Regions from separate parts of the Sus scrofa genome. Here region 2 is linked to region 1. A link is a contact called in public HiChIP or PLAC-seq data. All regions are on one chromosome and are shown on one strand. The core of a region is the stretch at or near the end of the contact, and the rest is flanking DNA. Distances in the headings are between cores, read along the strand shown. Region 1 overlaps HEXA (hexosaminidase subunit alpha). Region 2 overlaps GRAMD2A (GRAM domain-containing protein 2).

Region 1 (4,591 bases), core at 710-3,209:
AGAGTGTAGATACTGTCACGATCACTAGATGAGGGACCTGCAGCTCAGAAGGACAATAACTTGCTCAGGATCCCACAGCTGGAAAGAGCTGGAGCCAAGATTTTGAACCCAGATTGGTCTGACTATGAAATTCAGCACTAAACTGCTCAGCTATACTTCCTCTAGAACTTCTTTGTGACCAGAAGGAGAAAGAAAGCGTGACTTTTTGAGATAACATGGAGTTGAGACCAGAAGACTTGCAAATATTTTAATGCTAATGGGAGAGAAGCAGGAAAAAGAAGTAATTTGAAGATTTGGGGATAGCACTGGAAACTATGTCTGGTCACTTATGATGGAGCATCATAATGTGAGAAAAAAATGTATACATGTATGTGTTACTGGGTCACCATGCTGTACGGTAGAAAAGAGAACACTGTAAACCAGCTATAATGGAAAAAAATAAAAATCATTATGCAATAAATAAATAAATAAATGTTTTATAAATGAGAAAAACAAAAGATTCGGGGGGAAAGGGAAATAATTTATACAAGAGGAGCGTGAGGAGGTTTCCAGAGCATGCTTGAACGGAAACTCCTTCACTGAGGTAGGAAGAGGAGAAGGTCAAGATCAGGGCTGTGTTGCAGTCATTCCATCAGGGAGGAGAGGGGAGAGGTAGAGGTGGATGGGAGCTCCCTTCGGATTGTCTAAGAGTAAAGGAGGTGGTGATCCAATTACGGACTTGAAGTCTGAGGTCCCAGTTCTTTAACTGAAATAGATGTTGCAGAGAAGAGAACAAAAAAGTGGTGGAAAAGGAGATTTTTCAGGATGGCATTAAAGGCCAAACCAAGATGAGAGGCCAGGACGAAGTACACAGCAGGCAGAGGTTCGATTGATCCGGGGTTGAGGGTTTTGCCCACTGCATGATACAGAAGAAAAAGTTCCGGATGTTGAGAGTATTGTCCAGATAGTGTTTGAGGTGATGAGTCACCACATCTAGGGCAGCAGAGAAGGAAGTGAAGATGGGAGAGGGTGGAGAACAGAACGGAAGTGAAAGGACCATAGTACCAGCATAGTAGCAGACAAAAGTCAGCAGTAGGATTTTGGTAGTAAAAGGGTCTGGGGTCCTCTTGATCTCAGAGTTCCATAGCCAGAGCTGACCCGTCTGTGATGAATAAGGCTAAATTGTGCTAAAAGGGATGGGACACAAGGGTAGAAAACTAACTAACTCTTATTTTTTTGTTGTAAACAGTTCAGGCTGTTTGATTCGTTTTTTTTGGTTTTTTTTTTTTTTTTTTTTTTTTTTTGGTCTTTTTAGGACTGCACCTGCGGCATATGGAGGTTCCCAGGCTAGGGGTCTAACCGGAGCCGTAGCAGCCGACCTATGCCACACCCACAGCAACGCCATGTCTGAGCTGCTTCTTCGACCTATAGCACAGCTCACGGCAATGCCAGATCCTTAACCCACTGAGTGACGCCAGGGATCAAACCTGCATTTTCATGGATACTAGTCAGAGTCTTTTCCACTGAGCCATGACAGGAACTCCTGAATTTTTTAACTTCTTAAATTGAAAAAAACAAATTTTTCAATGAACCCAAAGAAGTGAGCAGGCTTTCATGAAAGCAGGGGGATGCGGGAACTATGGAGATAGGAAGTGGTGGTCTGGATCGGGACCTGGGGGGTGATCTGTCTGTGGCACCATGAGGTCTTTGCTCTGAAAGAGGATCAGCTGGAACCTGGTCCCATCCTGCCATTGTTTACCCTGGAGGGAAGTGCCAGCCCCGAGACTTGCTCAGCTTGGCAGCAGCAGAACCAGAACCAGAACCAACCCTTCCTGATCTCCCAGCTCAGTGTTATTTCCCATGCTGCTTCCTGAGTATTTGAGGCTTCAGATTCCTGCTGTCCCACTGGGGCTTATTGTGAGTGTGCCTGTGCTCCTGCCGGCTGAGCAGGCTGTTTGCCAGACCTCGCTGCCCACGCCTCGTTCTTCCCGGTGCAGGGTGTGTGGGTGTGCATAGAGGCGGCTGGCCTGTCCCCTGCCTATTTCCTGTTCTCTGCAGGCGGAAAACCACAATGATCATCTCTATTTACATCCTTTGAAATGACCCAGTGTCCCTCCTGTTTTGCCAGCTCTCACATCACCACCTCCCCCGGCCCTTCCCACTCATAGCTTGTTTAAGCAGCAGCCTTGACTCTGTGTCCTCTTTATCAGCCTCAACCCCATAGGAGTCACTGAAAGCATTTAGGATGGGGATTCTTCACCATGAGATTGGTGGCTGGGGGTGGAGGGATGAGCTCTTAAATTAGGGGGCATTATTCTAGAGAAAAAGTCCTTTCATCTTTGTCAGATCTTCAAAGGATTCTTCCCCCTCTAAAAGACCCTGGATTTAGAGAATGGAGTGCAGATGCTTTTGTTTGTTTGTTTGTTTGTTTTTGTTTTTAGGGCCTTCCTCGTGGCATATGCAGGTTCCTAGGCCGGCCTGCAGGACAGGCCCAGCAATGTGGGATCCAAGCTGCGTCTGTGACCTACACCACAGGTCACAGCAACGCTGGATCCTTAACCCACTGAATGAGGCCAGGGATCGAATTGGCAACCCCATGGTTCCTAGTCGGATTCGTTTCCGCTGCACCATGACGGGAACTCCCCAGATGCGTTTTAGAGAAACAAATGTATAATATCAAGAACAACAACAATTAGATTTTTTCTTGTCTTCCAAGTAATAGTTCAGATAACCTGGTGTTTGCACAGCCTCTCTTGTCATCAGCACAGTGACCATGGGTGGCAGTTGCTATATGGACAGTTGTGATTTCTCCTCAGTTTGGTCGACCGAGGTCCAGTAGCCTAAGACTAAAGCTCAGGACTTTTGCCCTCTGTTGGATGCCACCTCGTAGATATGTATATGTGCCCCCCACACATTGATTTTGGGGTTCTGGGATGTGTGGGGTCAGGGTGGGGACAAGGAGACAAGGGACGAGGATTCCAGTCGAGGAGGGATATTCTTCTATAGTTTTCTTCACCCCTGCCTCTCAGTGAGGTTTTCCCTGGTCTTGGGTCTGTCTGCTTGGGAGCTTGGGATGGTCCTGCACATTCTTCTCTGAGCGTGCCCTCTGCCCTGAAAGCCTGATTGTCCTGTGTCTCAGGGTGGAGTTTTCAGGGTTTACAATGGAGTTGTGAGTTGGCCTGGCCCAGAGTAGCTTCAATTTCTCTTTTCCCGGCAGGGTTTAGACAGCTATTAATGTGGGGCAACAGAGTATGTACAGGGAGGGGAAAGAGTATGTTTGCTCATGATGGTAGGAAAGGCCCCTCATTGGCTTGCCTCTCAGCAGGCCTGAGCCGAGGTGCAGCCATATGGTGTAGGGATCGGGTGTGAGCAGGCTTCCTTGAGATGGTTCAAGGCTTCTGGGTGCCTTCTGCCTAGAGGTAGATAACGTTTGGGACCCCAATTTCGTTCTGAATCCTCACTCCCTGCTTTCTGCCAGACCATCTTCTCCCTGGCTTTGTGGTTCCATAGGGCATTATGGAGGTTGTGGTACCAGTGGGGATGCATGTGGCTCCAGAAAAAGAAGAGAGAAAGGGAGTTCCTTGAGGTTCAGGCTTGGGGTGGTACAATCAGAACCGCCTTGAAGGTCATGGAGAAGAACTGGTAGGAGGGTGGAAAGAGACAGTACATTAGTGTTTTGGTTTTGGCTTTTTTTTTTTTTCCCTACTGACTAGGATCTTGAACTATATTGGATAGTGTGTTAGCTCCTACTGAGTGGCTTTCCACTGCTGGCCAGAAGTCTGCCTCAGACAGAGAACTTGTTAGGGAAGACGAAGGAAGGAAGCAGGATGGGCTGGTGACCATGTACCTTTGGCGGAGCGCCAGTTAGATCATCTTAGGCCTCCTCGGCATGGAACAATCTTCCTATCATCTGCTTCATCTGGAGCCCCCAGGGCAGTGCTGCCTCAAGTGCAAGTCTGCAATGACATGAGAAGCATACATACCAGAATGTAAAACTGTACCCTTCATCAAGAAAAACCTTTTTATAAAAATTACCAGAGCTAAACAGTGTGTTTGCTTTGACATAACTGATTTACATTCTGAAGTCATATAAACTTCTGACCTGGTGACCAACCAGTAATACAGTTTTACAAACCAGCAGCTAATCTGCAGGCCACACTCTGACTAGCAGTGCTCTAGAACCGCCTGTATTCTAGAAGCAGTTGTTGAGGTCTCAGAATCATGTGCTTGACCCATACAAGCCAGAAACAGAGAGCCCCAGCTCCAGAGAGCTGGGGCTCAAACATGGGTCATACATGGGTCAGGGTGGGTTATTGGGGAGAAAGGAGCACAACCAAAATGAGCAAGCTGAACAGATGATGAGGCAGTGCCCATGCCCAGGGCAGGTGTCCCATCCCCCTTTCCCTCTACCACAGGCACAAAAGCCGAAGGGCCTAGAGCTAGGGCCCCTCCTGTAGGGCCTTTGTTTTGCCTGTTGCTTCTGGTGGCAGGTCAGCCACACTGAGTTTACTCTGTCCTTGCAGAAAAATGGCATATATCAGAGAAGAATTCCTTGGTTGTCCTCGTAGTTACTCCTGGATGTGACCAGCTTCCTTCTTTGGAGTCGGTGGAG
Region 2 (5,037 bases), core at 514-3,013, 150 kb after region 1:
TCCTCAGTGCATCCCCTCACCCCCAACTGGTCTCATTTGGAAACCATAAGTTTTTCAAAGTCTATGAGTCAGTATCTGTTCTGCAAAGAAGTTCATTGTGTCCTTTTTTTAGATTCTACATGTAAGTGATAGCATTTGATGTTGGTGTCTCATGGTCTGACTGACTTCACTTAGCATGATAATTTCTAGGTCCATCCGCATTGCTGCAAATGCCATTATTTCCTTCCTTTTAATGGATGAGTAATATTCCACCATGTATATGTACCACATCTTCTTGATCCACTCCTCTGTCGATGGACATTTAGGTTGTTTCCATGTCTTGGCTATTGTAAATACTGCTGCAATGAACACTGGAGTACATGTGTCTTTTTGAGTCATGGTTTTCTCTGGGTAGATGCCCAGGAGTGGGATAAGCACCATAATTTTTTAATGTTTACCAATAAGACAGGCAAGAGAGAGATTTCTTCTCTTGTGACTTGCCTGTTCATATTCCTTACTCAGTTAACTACTAGATTATCTTTTCCTTATTGACTTGGATGAACTCATTGCAGGTTAAAAACACCAATCCTTTGTTAATTTAAATTTTGGTGTACAAAGGATTTTAATTTTTAGGCAATTAAATATTTTTTTTGTGCTCTGGATTTTTTTTTTTTTTTTTTGCTTTTTAGGGCCACACCCATGGCATATGGAGGTTCCCAAGCTAGAGGTCCAGTTGGAGCTACAGGCCTACACCACAGCCACAGCAACGCCAGATCCTTTACCCACTGAGCGAGGCCAGGGATTGAACCCAGAACCTCATGGTTCCTAGTCGGATTTTTTTCCACTGTGCCATGATGGGAACTCCTGTGCTCTGCATTTTATATCTTGTTTAGAAATACTTTTCCTGATATAATGTTCTCCTCTATTTTAGTTTTAGTTCTTAATTGATTTATAAAATATTTGGTTATTTAATCTATTTGGAATTTACTTCTGTGAATGATGTGAGGTAACCAATTGCCCAATACCATTTATTGCACAATCTATCCTTCATGTATGTATTTGAAACAGCTTCTTTATTGTATACTAAAATCTCAGATACCCCTAGCTCATGTTCTAGACTCCCTCTTCTGTTTTATTGACATATTAATGTTTCTTGAAGTAGTAAGTTTAATTGCTCTAGCTTTGTCATCTGTTCAGACTTTTGGTGGGGCAAAGCCTCCGCATGCAATTTGGGATAAATTTGCTTCTTTAAAGCTCTCAATCTTCCCACTCAAGAACAGAGTTTCTCTCTCCATTTATTCACATCTTATGTCATTCAGAAAATGTCTGTGGTTTTCTTCTCATAGATTTTCTACATATTAAAAGTTTATTCTCAGGTATATGAGTTGTGGCCATATGAATGGAATTTTTTCACTAGTTATATTTTATAACCTTATTGCAGGTCTACTGATAAACTGTTGATTTTTATGTTCATATTGTAACCACTAGAGTAGCAATTAAGTTTGCAAGAGTGTATTATATGTGTACTCTCATCACAGCTGCCTGGTCCAGTACCCGAATGGAAGAGTATGCATGCCACTGTCTTACGATTTTCCAGTTGATTATATGTCCTCTAGCTAGTATATATGTTACCATCTTTCAAATAATAATCATCTCTTTTTAATACATGAACCATTTTTTCCCCATGTCTTTGTGCAGTGGCTAGAACTTCCAGAATAATGTTGAATTGTAGTGGTATACACAGGCATTCCTAGGGGTTTTCCACTATTAGACAATCTGGGGTTTTCCCTGGAGGAAGAGGTCCCAGGACCCAGTGAGCTCTTTAGGAGTAGTTCATCGCTCACTCGAACGCGCCTGAGGGTTTCGAGGTAGTTGGAGCCTGCAGCAGTTCGCAGAGCTGGACCATGCCTGGGATGCCCCAAATACGGGTCAGCTACTGGGTTTGGTTCTCAATCCGGGCCTGGGCTTCCTTTTCAGGGAGCAGGAGGGACAGGCGCGACAGTTGCACTTCAACAGCCCCAGAGTCTGTGCAAGTGTTTGCTCTTCTGCCTAAGCACCCGCCAGCCCCCACCAAGCAGTCGTGGGTGGCGGGGCAGACTCTTTGGCATGGGGCGTTAAGTGTGGTGCTGGAATTCTGGGTGTGGCTGCCTTCTCTGCGCTCGTGGCGCTGGGCTTTCCAGCCCTTCCAAAGGCAGGCACAGAAAATAGACTTGTGGTTCCTGGGCTGAGGCAGAGACGTATCAGGGGCTGAGGAGGAGCGTCCGGTGAGGATGGCAGGGGAAGGCTTGTCCAGGGGAGAGGCTACGGGCAAGGGCACCACCCCTCCCTCCCGACCGCAGACACACCCCTCAGGGGACCAGGAGAGGGAGGAGCAGTCCCTTCTCCTTTCCATCCCCCAGAATTGCCACGGTCCTTCACTGGGAGGAAGGCAGGATCTGAGGTTGATGAGGCGCTGAGCTGGCCGGTGGCCTGGGCTTTCAGCTGTGCGCAGCAGCACCTTCTCTTGGGCTCAGAGGCCTGTCCTCACTGTCTGTCCCTGAGATGCAGTCACCAGCGTGGGAGGCAGGAAGGAGGGGCAGACTTTAAAGTCTGAATTCAGACATCGCCCCCCCTCCCCCACTACTGCACCATAGGGTCCTGGCTAAAGTTGCAGATCCTCTCCTTGTTGCTAAAGTTGGTAACTGCCTTTCATCCTCCTCCTACCTGGCCTCTCAGCGAACTTCACTGCTTTCCCATTCCTCCTTTTTGAAGCACTCCTTTGTTTTCCATGACAACACCCAGTTTTCTTCCTACCTCTTGGACCACTTTCTCCTAGTTTCCTTAGAGGACTCCTCTTCCTCTACACAGCCTGTAAATGTTAGGGTCCTTGAGACCCCAGACTACTCTCCTTCTCCTTCCCTTTCCCCTTTCCCATCCTCATCATCCAGATACCATGCACACACCATAAAAGTCACCCTTTTAAAGTGTGCCATTCAGTTGTCTTTTAGGTATTCACAAAGTTGTGTGGCCATGATCACTGTCTAATTCCAGAACAATTTCATCACCCTAGAAAGAAAACCTGTGCACATTAGTCATTTCCCATTCTCCTCTCCCTCCAGCCCCTGGCAAAGACTCTCCTTCTCTGAGGATTTGCCAATTCTGGACATTTCTTCCACGTGGAATCATATGATACTTGGTCTTCTGTGACTGTCTTTTCCTTTAGAGTGTCTTTAAGCTTCATTCATGTTGTAACATGTGTCAATAGTATATTCCTTTTATGGTTGAATTATAAAATTTTGTCCACATTTTGTTTGTCCATTTCATCAGTTGGTAGGTATTTGGGTTGTTTCCATTTGGGGGGCATTATAGTAATAATCATAATGCTATGAGCATTCGTATACAAGATATTGTGGAGAGGGAATTCCTGTTGTGGCTTAGTGGGTTAAGAACCAGATGTAGTGTCCATGAGGATGTGGGTTCAATCCCTGGCCTTGCTCAGTGGGATAAGGATCTGTGTTTGCCACAAGCTGTGGCATAGGTTGCAGATGTGGCTTGGATCCGGAGTTGCTGTGGCTGTGGTGTAGGCCAGCAGCTGCAGCTCCAATTTGACCCCTAGCCCAGGCACTTCCATATGCCTCGGGTACGGCCTTAAAAAAGAAAACAAAGAAAAAAAAGATATTGTGTGGACATATACTTTCAGTCCTCTTGGGTACATACCCAGAGATAGAAATGCTGGGTCATATTTTAACTGTGTTTAAGAATTTGAGGAACCACCAAACTGCTTTCCAAAGCAATTGCACCATTTTTTTTTCAATGAATGTTATTATATTTATAGTTGTGCAACCCAATTTTACATTTCCATCCTAAACCCCCAGCCCATCCTTCCCCCCACCAATCTGTGTCCTTTGGTAACCATAAGTTTCACAAAGTCTATGAGTCAGTTTCTGTTTTGCATATAACTTCATTGTATCCCTTTTTTTTTTTTTTTTTTTTAGATTACCCATGTAAGTGATAGCATATGGCATTTGTGTCTCACTGTCTAACTTCACTTAGCATGATAATTTCTAGGTCCATCCATGCTGCTGCAAATGACATTATTTCATTCCTTTTTATGGCTGAGTAATATTCCATTGTATATATGTACCACATCTTCTTTATCCACTCCTCTGTCAATGGACATTTAGGTTGCTTCCATGTCTTGACTATTGTATATAGTGCTGCTATGAACATTGGAGTACATGTGTCTTTATGAGTCATGGTTTTCTCTGGATAGTTGCCCAGGAGTGGGATTACTAGATCAAATGGTAATGGTAATTCTGTTTTTAGGTTATTGAGGAATCTCCATACTGTTTTCCATAGCAGTTGCACCAATTTACATTCCCACCACCAACAGTGTAAGAGGGTTCCCTTTTCTCCATGCTTTCTCCAGCATTTATTGCTTATAGACTTTTTGATGATGGCCATTCTGGCTGGTGTAAGGTAGGACCTCACAGTAGCTTTGATTTGCATTTCTCTAATAATTAGTGATTTTGAGAATCTTTTCATGTGTTTTTTGGCCATCTGTAAGTCTTCTTTGGAGAATTGTGTATTTAGATCTTCTGCCCATTTTTTTTTTTTTTCTCTTAAGGGCCACATCCACAGCACATGGAAGCTCCCAGGTTAGGAGTCAAATCAGAGCTGTAGCTGCCACCCTATGCCACAGCCACAGCAATGCAGGATCTGAGCTGCATCTGTGACCTACACCACGTCTGGAACCCACACCACAGCCCATGGCAACACTGGATCCTCAACCTACTGCACAAAGCCCGAAATTGAACCCACATCATCATGGATCCAAGTTGCTAACTGCTGAGCCATGAAGGGAACTCCCTTCTGCACATCTTTTGATGTTTTTTTTTTTTTGTTTCCTTTTTTTTTGTCTTTTTTATTTTTTTTTATTTTCCCACTGTACAGCAAGGGGGTCAGGTTATCCTTACATGTATACATTACAATTACATTTTCCCCCCAGCCTTTCTTCTGTTGCATGTTTTCTTTTTTGTATTGAGCTGCAGGAGGCATTTTATATATTTTGGAGATTAA

The links. HiChIP or PLAC-seq counts read pairs in DNA pulled down with a chosen protein or histone mark.
Region 2: a contact with region 1 is called in an H3K27ac HiChIP or PLAC-seq map of alveolar macrophages. The contact joins two enhancer-like sites. A contact is called at or near these places in 2 of 5 promoter capture datasets (fetal liver and fetal skeletal muscle), 2 of 47 Hi-C or Micro-C datasets (mesenteric adipose tissue and omental adipose tissue) and 1 of 2 datasets of contacts at active chromatin or transcription factors (alveolar macrophages).

Annotation. Positions count from the first base shown.
Region 1 is chr7:60,895,627-60,900,217 of Sscrofa11.1, forward strand. It overlaps HEXA (hexosaminidase subunit alpha), which reads left to right. Exons shown (of 14, transcript NM_001123221.1): 2 at 4,503-4,591. LOC102166620 (a long non-coding RNA gene) reads right to left here. Exons shown (of 5, transcript XR_001297909.2): 3 at 3,827-3,935. Among named protein-coding and RNA genes, the nearest start is that of HEXA, 19 kb to the left of the region's middle. Within about 2 kb of position 1,960, at least 10 of the 83 cell types and tissues checked have an H3K27ac peak or open chromatin away from gene starts, as enhancers often do. A contact at or near this core is called in alveolar macrophages, where this site is marked.
Region 2 is chr7:61,043,263-61,048,299 of Sscrofa11.1, forward strand. The region is part of intron 1 of GRAMD2A (GRAM domain-containing protein 2); the gene reads left to right. Among named protein-coding and RNA genes, the nearest start is that of GRAMD2A, 13 kb to the left of the region's middle. Within about 2 kb of position 1,764, at least 16 of the 83 cell types and tissues checked have an H3K27ac peak or open chromatin away from gene starts, as enhancers often do. A contact at or near this core is called in alveolar macrophages, where this site is marked.